Regions from separate parts of the Bos taurus genome. Here region 1 is linked to region 2. A link is a contact called in public Hi-C data. All regions are on one chromosome and are shown on one strand. The core of a region is the stretch at or near the end of the contact, and the rest is flanking DNA. Distances in the headings are between cores, read along the strand shown.

The links. A called contact is a pair of places that touch in the nucleus more often than the background predicts.
Region 1: a Hi-C map of blastocyst shows a contact between it and region 2, with 4 times the contacts expected there. The contact joins the promoter of KLF6 here to the enhancer-like site in region 2. A contact is called at or near these places in 2 of 11 Hi-C or Micro-C datasets (blastocyst and an unstated tissue).

The regions. Positions count from the first base shown.
Region 1 is chr13:44,595,362-44,599,385 of ARS-UCD2.0, forward strand. It overlaps KLF6 (KLF transcription factor 6), which reads left to right and starts at 1,941. Exons shown (of 4, transcript NM_001035271.4): 1 at 1,941-2,251. The coding sequence starts at 2,048.
Region 2 is chr13:44,518,274-44,522,079 of ARS-UCD2.0, forward strand. It overlaps LOC112449300 (a long non-coding RNA gene), which reads right to left. Exons shown (of 3, transcript XR_009496909.1): 3 at 1-3,806. Among named protein-coding and RNA genes, the nearest start is that of KLF6, 77 kb to the right of the region's middle. Within about 2 kb of position 2,283, at least 23 of the 102 cell types and tissues checked have an H3K27ac peak or open chromatin away from gene starts, as enhancers often do. A contact at or near this core is called in blastocyst, where this site is marked.

The DNA.
Region 1 (4,024 bases), core at 691-3,190, 77 kb after region 2:
GTAATCAGCTCACCATGAATCATCTTTATAGACTTTTTAATACAATAGATACAATAAGATAATATCCTTCCCTAACTTTTGATTGACAAAGGTCCCTGCCTAGAATCTTACAGGGTCATAGGCAAACTCAAGTCTGCTAAAATCTAACATACAAAATCCTCTCAAAAGTCTTTTACATACTTCATTAAAAAATTTTTATTTAAAAGATGTCTCATTAAGCTCTATTTTGAAATAAAAATGGAGGTAGTAGCTATAATTCAGTTTTCCATTTCGAATTTTAAAAGGCATATTCTTCTTGGTCTTGGCATTTTGCTAGAAAATGAACATTATGGTGTATTTCAGGAGATAATTCATATAGCAAAACACACACACACACATTAAATGTCAGCTCAACGTAACTTGAATTGTTTTCACATTCACTAGGGACAAGTCTAGTTGTTAATCTTCGTGAGGGTCTCCAAATGGGTCTTGGAATGAGGGCTGCTCTGTGGTAGGCAACAAGTACAATGACAATTGTCTATATGGTAGGCAACAAGTACAAGGACAGTGTCTAGAACCCCCATTTCCCAGACTTCAGTGGCAACAGATTCATCTGGAGAGCTTGGTTAAACAACGGCTGGGACTCTGTAGGTTTGGGATCAGACCCTGGGTTTGTAAAATATACACAGCTGGTGTGGATGGGGAACCCTACCAAGATAGGTTATAGGCTCCCTCTATTTATAACCCCACCTGCCCCAACAAGATGTCCTCTTTTCAAAAATAAAAGTGTGTTTGATAGAATCAAGAGTGTACATAAGCCTCTCAAGAGCCAGGAGATTGAACTTGGGTCTTCCAGGCCACTCTGCTCTTGCAGGTTACGAAGGCAGAGGGGTGAGGATGTGGCACAGACGTGGTCCCCGAGTTAAGTGCCCTGTCCTTGTGAAGGAGGCTGAAGGGGGAAACTCAGATTCATATACAACACAGCCCGTCGACTAGGGCCCTCCTGTCCCTCAGCACACCTCTGGGGCTGGTCAGCCCCCTACCCCGGGGTCACAGGTGCCACCTGGGGACAGAGGGGGATGGAACAGGGAGGGAAGGGGACACAGCGCGCGGGGCGGGGGGGGGGGGGGGTGCAAATGGAAACAGGGCAGGTACAGAGGGATAACGGAGCGAAAAGGAGGGGGGAAAGAGGGGGACAGACGGGGATGGAGACGGGAATCTACAGCTGGGGCAGGAGGGGGCACCGAGAGGGTGGAAGGACGGAGGGGGCTAGAGAACGGCCGGCCAGCCCGAGGTCGGAGGGAGGGACAGAGTGAACCCAGCCGCGCTCCCCTCAGCTCGGCGGAGGGTCAGGGGACCAGGGCCCGGGCGACCGACCCGACGAACGTGGACCAGGGCTGAGGGGACAAGGACGGGGACAGGGACGGGACGACGGGGAAACCAGGGCCGGGACCGGGCGATCGGCCCGACGGACGGGGACCAGAGCTGCGGGGACGAGGACGGGAAGACCGGGGCCGGGACCGAAACCGGGGCAGGAAGGGCAGGGACACCGGGTCCCCTCGGCCCGGCCGGCCGCGGCGCACGCAGCCTTTCGGCCGCGCACCTCCCAGCTCCGACTCCTCCGGCGCGAGACGGCCCGCGCCTTATATACCCTGCTAAAAATAGCCTGCGAAACCGCCTCCCAATCAGAACCGGCCGAAGTTCGAATTCTGCCAATGGCGAGGGCGGTGATGGAGAGGCTCGGTCACGCCAGGCGGGGCCGCGGTGAGCCGCCGCCCGCGATTGGCCGGAGCTGACATCATCTCCGTGCAGCCCCCGGGCCGGGAGCGGCGTGATTGGGCGGCGCGCGGGGCGGGCGCGGGCGAGTCACGTGGGGAGGCGGCGGCGGGGGGAGCTGGGCGGGGAGGAGGGGAGGCTGGCAGCGGAGCTTTGAATAGGGAAGTTTTGCAGGGGTTACGTTTGCAGTCAGTCCGGTGTTTGCAAATATTGTGCGGGCTCGCGAGCGCGTCTCCGGGCTCCGGCCAGGACCCGAACCCGCGGCGCCTAATCGCTGCGCACTTGAGTTTGCATGAACTTCCCCGGCGCTGCAGGCACGGCCGCCGCGCTCCCGACTGCAGACCGCAAGCCTCCCTGTTTTTACAGCAGCGGGGACGGTCTCTTCCAACCCGACATGGATGTGCTCCCAATGTGCAGCATCTTCCAGGAACTCCAGATTGTGCACGAGACTGGTTACTTCTCGGCGCTGCCCTCCCTGGAGGAATACTGGCAACAGGTAAATAGGGATTTTCGTGGGCCAGGTGCCCCGGTGCGCCGAGCAGGGAGTGCGTGCATGCACCCGCAGGACGGTGTGTGCTTGGAGGTGCAATTCTTTTTTATTTTGTTCTTTTTCTTCTTCCTTTTTTTAAATGGTTTGGGTAAATTTTTTAAAAAAAATTAAAATAGTTATTGTTAAGACGTACTTGTGGCTCCGGCGCAGACGGCACTTCAAAGGGGCCTTTCAGAGCGTGGAGCGGAGTTGTCATCTGAGTGGGGCGCAGCGGCGCCGGGCGCTCCCCGTGTTCTTGCCGTTTTCTGGGGCTGCTGAACCGTCTTCCCGAGCGTAGACCCAGCTCCGCGGCCTGATCTCGGCCCCAGCCCTTGGCAGAAGTTTGGTGCTTGTTCCAGCTCCAGGCTCTCCACAGCTGGACCTAGTCATATGAACCTGCATGGAGTGCCAAGGTTATTTTTTCTTCTTTTTTATTTTTAAGGTATTTTGTTTTCGGTGTTTTTTTTTTTTTGGTGTTTGTACATACAGGTTTTTCTTTCTTTCTTTTTTACTTAAGAATTTCACCAGCGAAACACCCACAAGCTCCTTTTCTCTACCAGGCCATTTTCAGTTTCTTTACCTTTGAAATCCTTAAGATTTGCCTCCATCTGCCTTGTTTTTCTTACCTCCTTCTTTTGTTGACCAGAAAAAAAAAGGGGGGGGAGAAAAAAAAAAAAACACCAATGTTTGCACAACCAGTGACTTATCAGTCATATGACAATGAGCCTGTCCGAATTGCTTCTAGTCTCAGTTTGGGAAGAGGAGTCTCTGTTTCCGGCATTTTTTAGTGAAATTGGAATTCTGGGCATTGGACATTTAAAAAACTTAATTTTTCCCCCTTCTCCTACGTTAGGATTGCCTGAAGGGAGAGAGATTCTGACACTTGTCCCATTGTCTTTAAAAGATAGGAGGGTTTGGGGTTGTCTCTGCCCTACTAGGCTGTTTGCTTTTTGTCACAAAGTGAATTAGCAGATCGCATATATTCTGCGGGTTTCAAAGCTTAGAAGGCTTTTAAGGGGGATGAAATGCAAAGTGGAACAACCTTCACATGCCTGCCTCATTGTTCACAGTCCTCCCTTCCCTCTCCCCTCCCAGCTTTTCCTACTGAAGCTTCCTAGGATGTGATTGAAATCGATCTAAGTAGTTTCCTTGGGCATTTGGGATTTGGGCCACAAGCCAGGCTGAGCTCTGGGTTGCCTTCAGAGGCTTTTAAACTCTCCCCAAGAGCTTCATTCTGGTCCCCAGTGCTCCTCGGCATAATGGGGATTTTAAATTAGCCAGATTATTAAAGTTTAACAAGGTCTCAGTAAACATGCTTTCCTTTTTCTTTGGAACATCCATAAGATATCTCGCCAGTCTCTCGTCAGAACACTGGAGGGTGCTTTGTAACCTAGACGTCTAATTTTAGGGGTAACAAGAAAACAATGATTGTTTTTTCCCCCTCTGCTTGCTCCTGCTTGCGGTGTGAAGAGTCTGGTGGCGGGGAGGGGGAAGGATATATTCTGATAGCAGGCACTGTGCTAAATAAGCAAGCCTGAGCCCTTTGGGTGGGCTTGGCTAGCCCTGAAAATGATTTGCTTAAAAAAAGAGAGCGGCGTTTGCTGTAGCAATGTAAATCTGTAGACTTGCAGTTGTATAGACAGCCTTATATGGACATGTAGGCAGTTGATCCTAGTGAAGATAAGGCAGACATAATTTAATCCTAAAATGTTTCCTACCGTTTTTCTTTTCCAGTGGCTA
Region 2 (3,806 bases), core at 1,033-3,532:
TCTTACACAGTTTTAATGACATCAGCTATGGATGCGGCAGTACAAAGGAAATTTGGATATTTACTTCTGATGTCAAAAGAAACTCAGTATTTCAGATTCCAAATATAGATTGACAATTGCAAAAATTAATGGAAACATATAATTAAGGGAAATTTACGTCTATCTATATTTTTTCTGGGCTCCCCTGGTGGTTCAGGGGTAAAGAATCCATCTGCCAATGCAGGAGACTTGAGTTCAATCCCTGGGTCAGGAAGATTCCCTAGAGAAAGTGAAGTCACCCAATCGTGTCTGACTCTTTACGACCCCATGGACTGTAGCCTGCCAGGCTCCTCTGTCCATGAGATTTTCCAGGCAAGAATACTGGAGTGGGTACCATTTCCTTCTCCAGGGGATCTTCTGGACACAAGGATCGAACCCGTGTCTCCCACACTGCAGGCAGACTCTACCATCTAAGCCACCAGGGAAGCTCAAGAGAAGGAAATGGCAACTCACTCCTGTATTCTTGCCTAAAATATTCCATGGACAGAGGAGCCTGGCGGGCTACCATCCATGGGGTCACAAAAGACTCCGACATGACTTAGTGACTAAGCAGCAACAATATTTTTCCACCCACATTTTCCTAGACTCCATCCCTTGGTCCATCCGTGAACTGCTGACCGCCATGCAGCTCAGTTTGTCAACGTCCTGGTGCGCACTAAGCAGATTTCAGTACCTTTGGTCCCGAATCAGGGTAACCATGCTAAGAGATAAGCACCCTGGAAAACAGCTCCCTATCTTGGAACTCCAATTCATTCCTTATTTAATTCACACTTATTTACAGAGGTCAATGTGCCAGGTGCAAGGATAAGCACAGAGACCAAAGCTGGCCAGTCATTACCTTGCCCCACAGGGCCCCTTCCCCCCACCCCCACCCCAGCCTGGCCCTCTGACAGTGCGTAAAAACAAAAGTGAAATCACTAAGTCTGTCCAACTCTTTGCGACCCCATGGACTTTAGCCCACCAGACTCCTCCATCCATGGGATTTTCTAGACAAGAGTACTGGAGCGGGTTGCCATTTCCTTCTCCAGGGGATCTTCCCAACCCAGGGATCAAGCCCAGGTCTCCCGCATTGCAGGTAGATGCTCTACTGTCTGAGCCACCAGGGAATCCTGTGTAAGTAGCTGCTTAATTCCTTGAGAACCGGCCCTGAAGTCAAGAATGATGATTTTCATCTCCGTAGTGACCATTGACCAAGCATACTTGAGGAATAAATGAATCTGTAGTGTTAAGAGTGGAAGGGAGGCAGGCAGGAAAGTCTGGGGACACACATATGTGTCCGGGGCCACCTCGGGCTCTGAGGTTCATCCCTCTCAATGCTGAACTGCCGTGGTCATCACTGACCCCAGACACTGGCATGCGAGGCTCAATGTTGCCAGAGAATTCTCCTTGGAGAGAAGAGTGGATTTCTTCTAATCTACTACTTTCCCCACCTGCCTTGAATTCACAGGAGCCTCAGGAAATGTCTAGAAATTTGAGATGATGGATAGAATTATATGAGAAACCCAGCAAATCCCTTTGAACATGTGATAATTGCCTGGTAAGAAGGGTTACTCAGCCTGCAACAGAAGGTGTTTTAGTAAATCAACCATTCTCCAACAAAAAATTTAAAAGTTTTGATTAATCAAAACAAAAAAAGTGTTTCACAGTCTGTCTGGCTGAACCAGGACAGAACAGGACACCCCCGGCATGAGGTAAGGCTTCATGGAATTTACTGATAAGCAGAGTGGGGCCTGTACCTCCCACCCCTGCAGGGATCATTGTTCATTAACTGGTAGAAAACAAGTCCTTTTATTCCCCTAGCTATGTGGCTCAAAGAGGAACTTTCATCATCTCTTCTTACTCCTCGTTTGCTGCTGGAGTTCATCGTTAGCAGGAGCTAGCCCTGCTTACAGTTTTAATCACTGTCTCTGTCTTGGGTTTCAAGCTCTGCCCAGTTCACCCGTGGCTTGGAGTTCCCTGTGACGTCAGTAATGACTGACTTGTTTATCGGTGCTCCCAGATGCTGATCTGAAAGCAGGGGTTTGAAAGAAAGGACTTCAGAAATCATTACCCTCCTGCGAGCACAGTTAGTGATAGGAAAACCCACAGCGAAAGCTAGAGAGACGAGGGAAAGTCCTTGTGAATCCTGGGGAGGGGAGAAATCCCCAGGAAAGTCAGAAAATGCCTCTTTGAAGGCCAGGTCAGTATCTCTGCCTGTCACCAGGGTTCCTCTTTAGCTGACATGAACTTTGGCTTGGTTAAAACCTCCATAGCAAGTTGGTTAGGATAATAGAGTCCAATTCCTTTCACCTTAACCAAAACATTACCTCATCTGCAAAGAACTCCCATTAACCATTTAGACCCTGAGGTCAAATCCTTTTTCTAGGTCTCTGGAAGTTTCTTGCTTTCAAAGCAGTTCAGAACGTGACCCCCTATCTCCAGAGGAGAGGCAGCTTAAAGGGTCACCTGCCTGATCAGTCAGAGAAAGGAATCTGAGCTCCTGGAAACTTCTGCAAAGTGAGAGGAACTATCATTTTAAGAAAAATATCAACACTGAATTATGTGAGATAAATATGAAAGAAAACAATCAGCAAGTATTTCAAGAAAAAAAGAGAATGCCTAAGAAGACTGACTCATTTGAAAAGACCCTGATGCTGGGAAAGATTGAAGGCAGGAGGAGAAGGGGACAATAGAGGATGAGATGGTTGGATGGCGTGACCAACTCAATGGATGCGAGTTTAAGTAAACTCCAAGAGTTGGCGATGGACAGGAAGGCCTGGCATGCTGCAGTCCATGGGGTCACAGAGAGTTGGACACGACTGAGTGACTGAACTGAACTGAAGAAGGCTTCTCAAAGAGTTGATGTTTAAAGGAAGGAAAACAGTTAAGCATCCATCTCTAACACAAGCTACCAATAGGACCATTGCTTGGGCGGTGGGCGGGGCATCCAGGTGATCCAGAAGCACAGTCTCCCACCAGGTCACCGTCTCTTCTCTCCTGCAACAAAGCTGAGCTCACGCTTCCTCTTCACCAAGGAAGCTTCATGCTAAACAAGTCAAGTTCAGTGTCAGCCTGGGTAGGGAAGAAAGGCCCTGCTCTTAGGGGGCGGGGTGGGGGGGTGACCATCCCAAACAGGAGGTTGCTGCCCCAGAAGGAGTCAGGCTTGTAGGAAACACAGGACATGAGTGCCTGAGCGCCCTGACTCAGGCAGCGAGGACGAGATGAGACCCAGGACAGGAGGCAGAGAGCGAGGGACCACCGGTGTCAACGTTCACACTCTAAGACAGGATAGAGGTGGGAGAGGATGGGAACAGTCAGGAGTAAGGACTGACCCTGAGCTGCACTTGACCCCACTGCAAGTCCTCAGAGATCTTCCGGAGAATGAAACGCACCACTGCTGAGGGCAGCAGGGCCCAGCCTGGGAGCAAGGGTGCGTCCTTCAGAGTCACAGGGCCAGTGTGCGCTGAGTCTGCGTGGGTGGGAGGAAGTATTTCCTGACCCTTGAAAACCTAAAGCAGTTGCATAATCTAGAAATAAAAGACTCTGTATGATCCAGAACGTTCGACTGCAAATACTCTTTAATAAAAATGACTTGGTACGTTGGACCATGTGAACTTGAAAGAGAGCTAGAGGGTAAGAAATACTTATTTTTAAGATTTTTGTGGTCCTCCATATAAAATTACCATGTTTCTAAGTCCAGGGCACTCAAGGTTTTTAGCGTGAAAACCTAGCTCACATGTGACCTGTTGTGGTGAAGACTATAACCGCCGAGAACTGGGGTTTCCTTG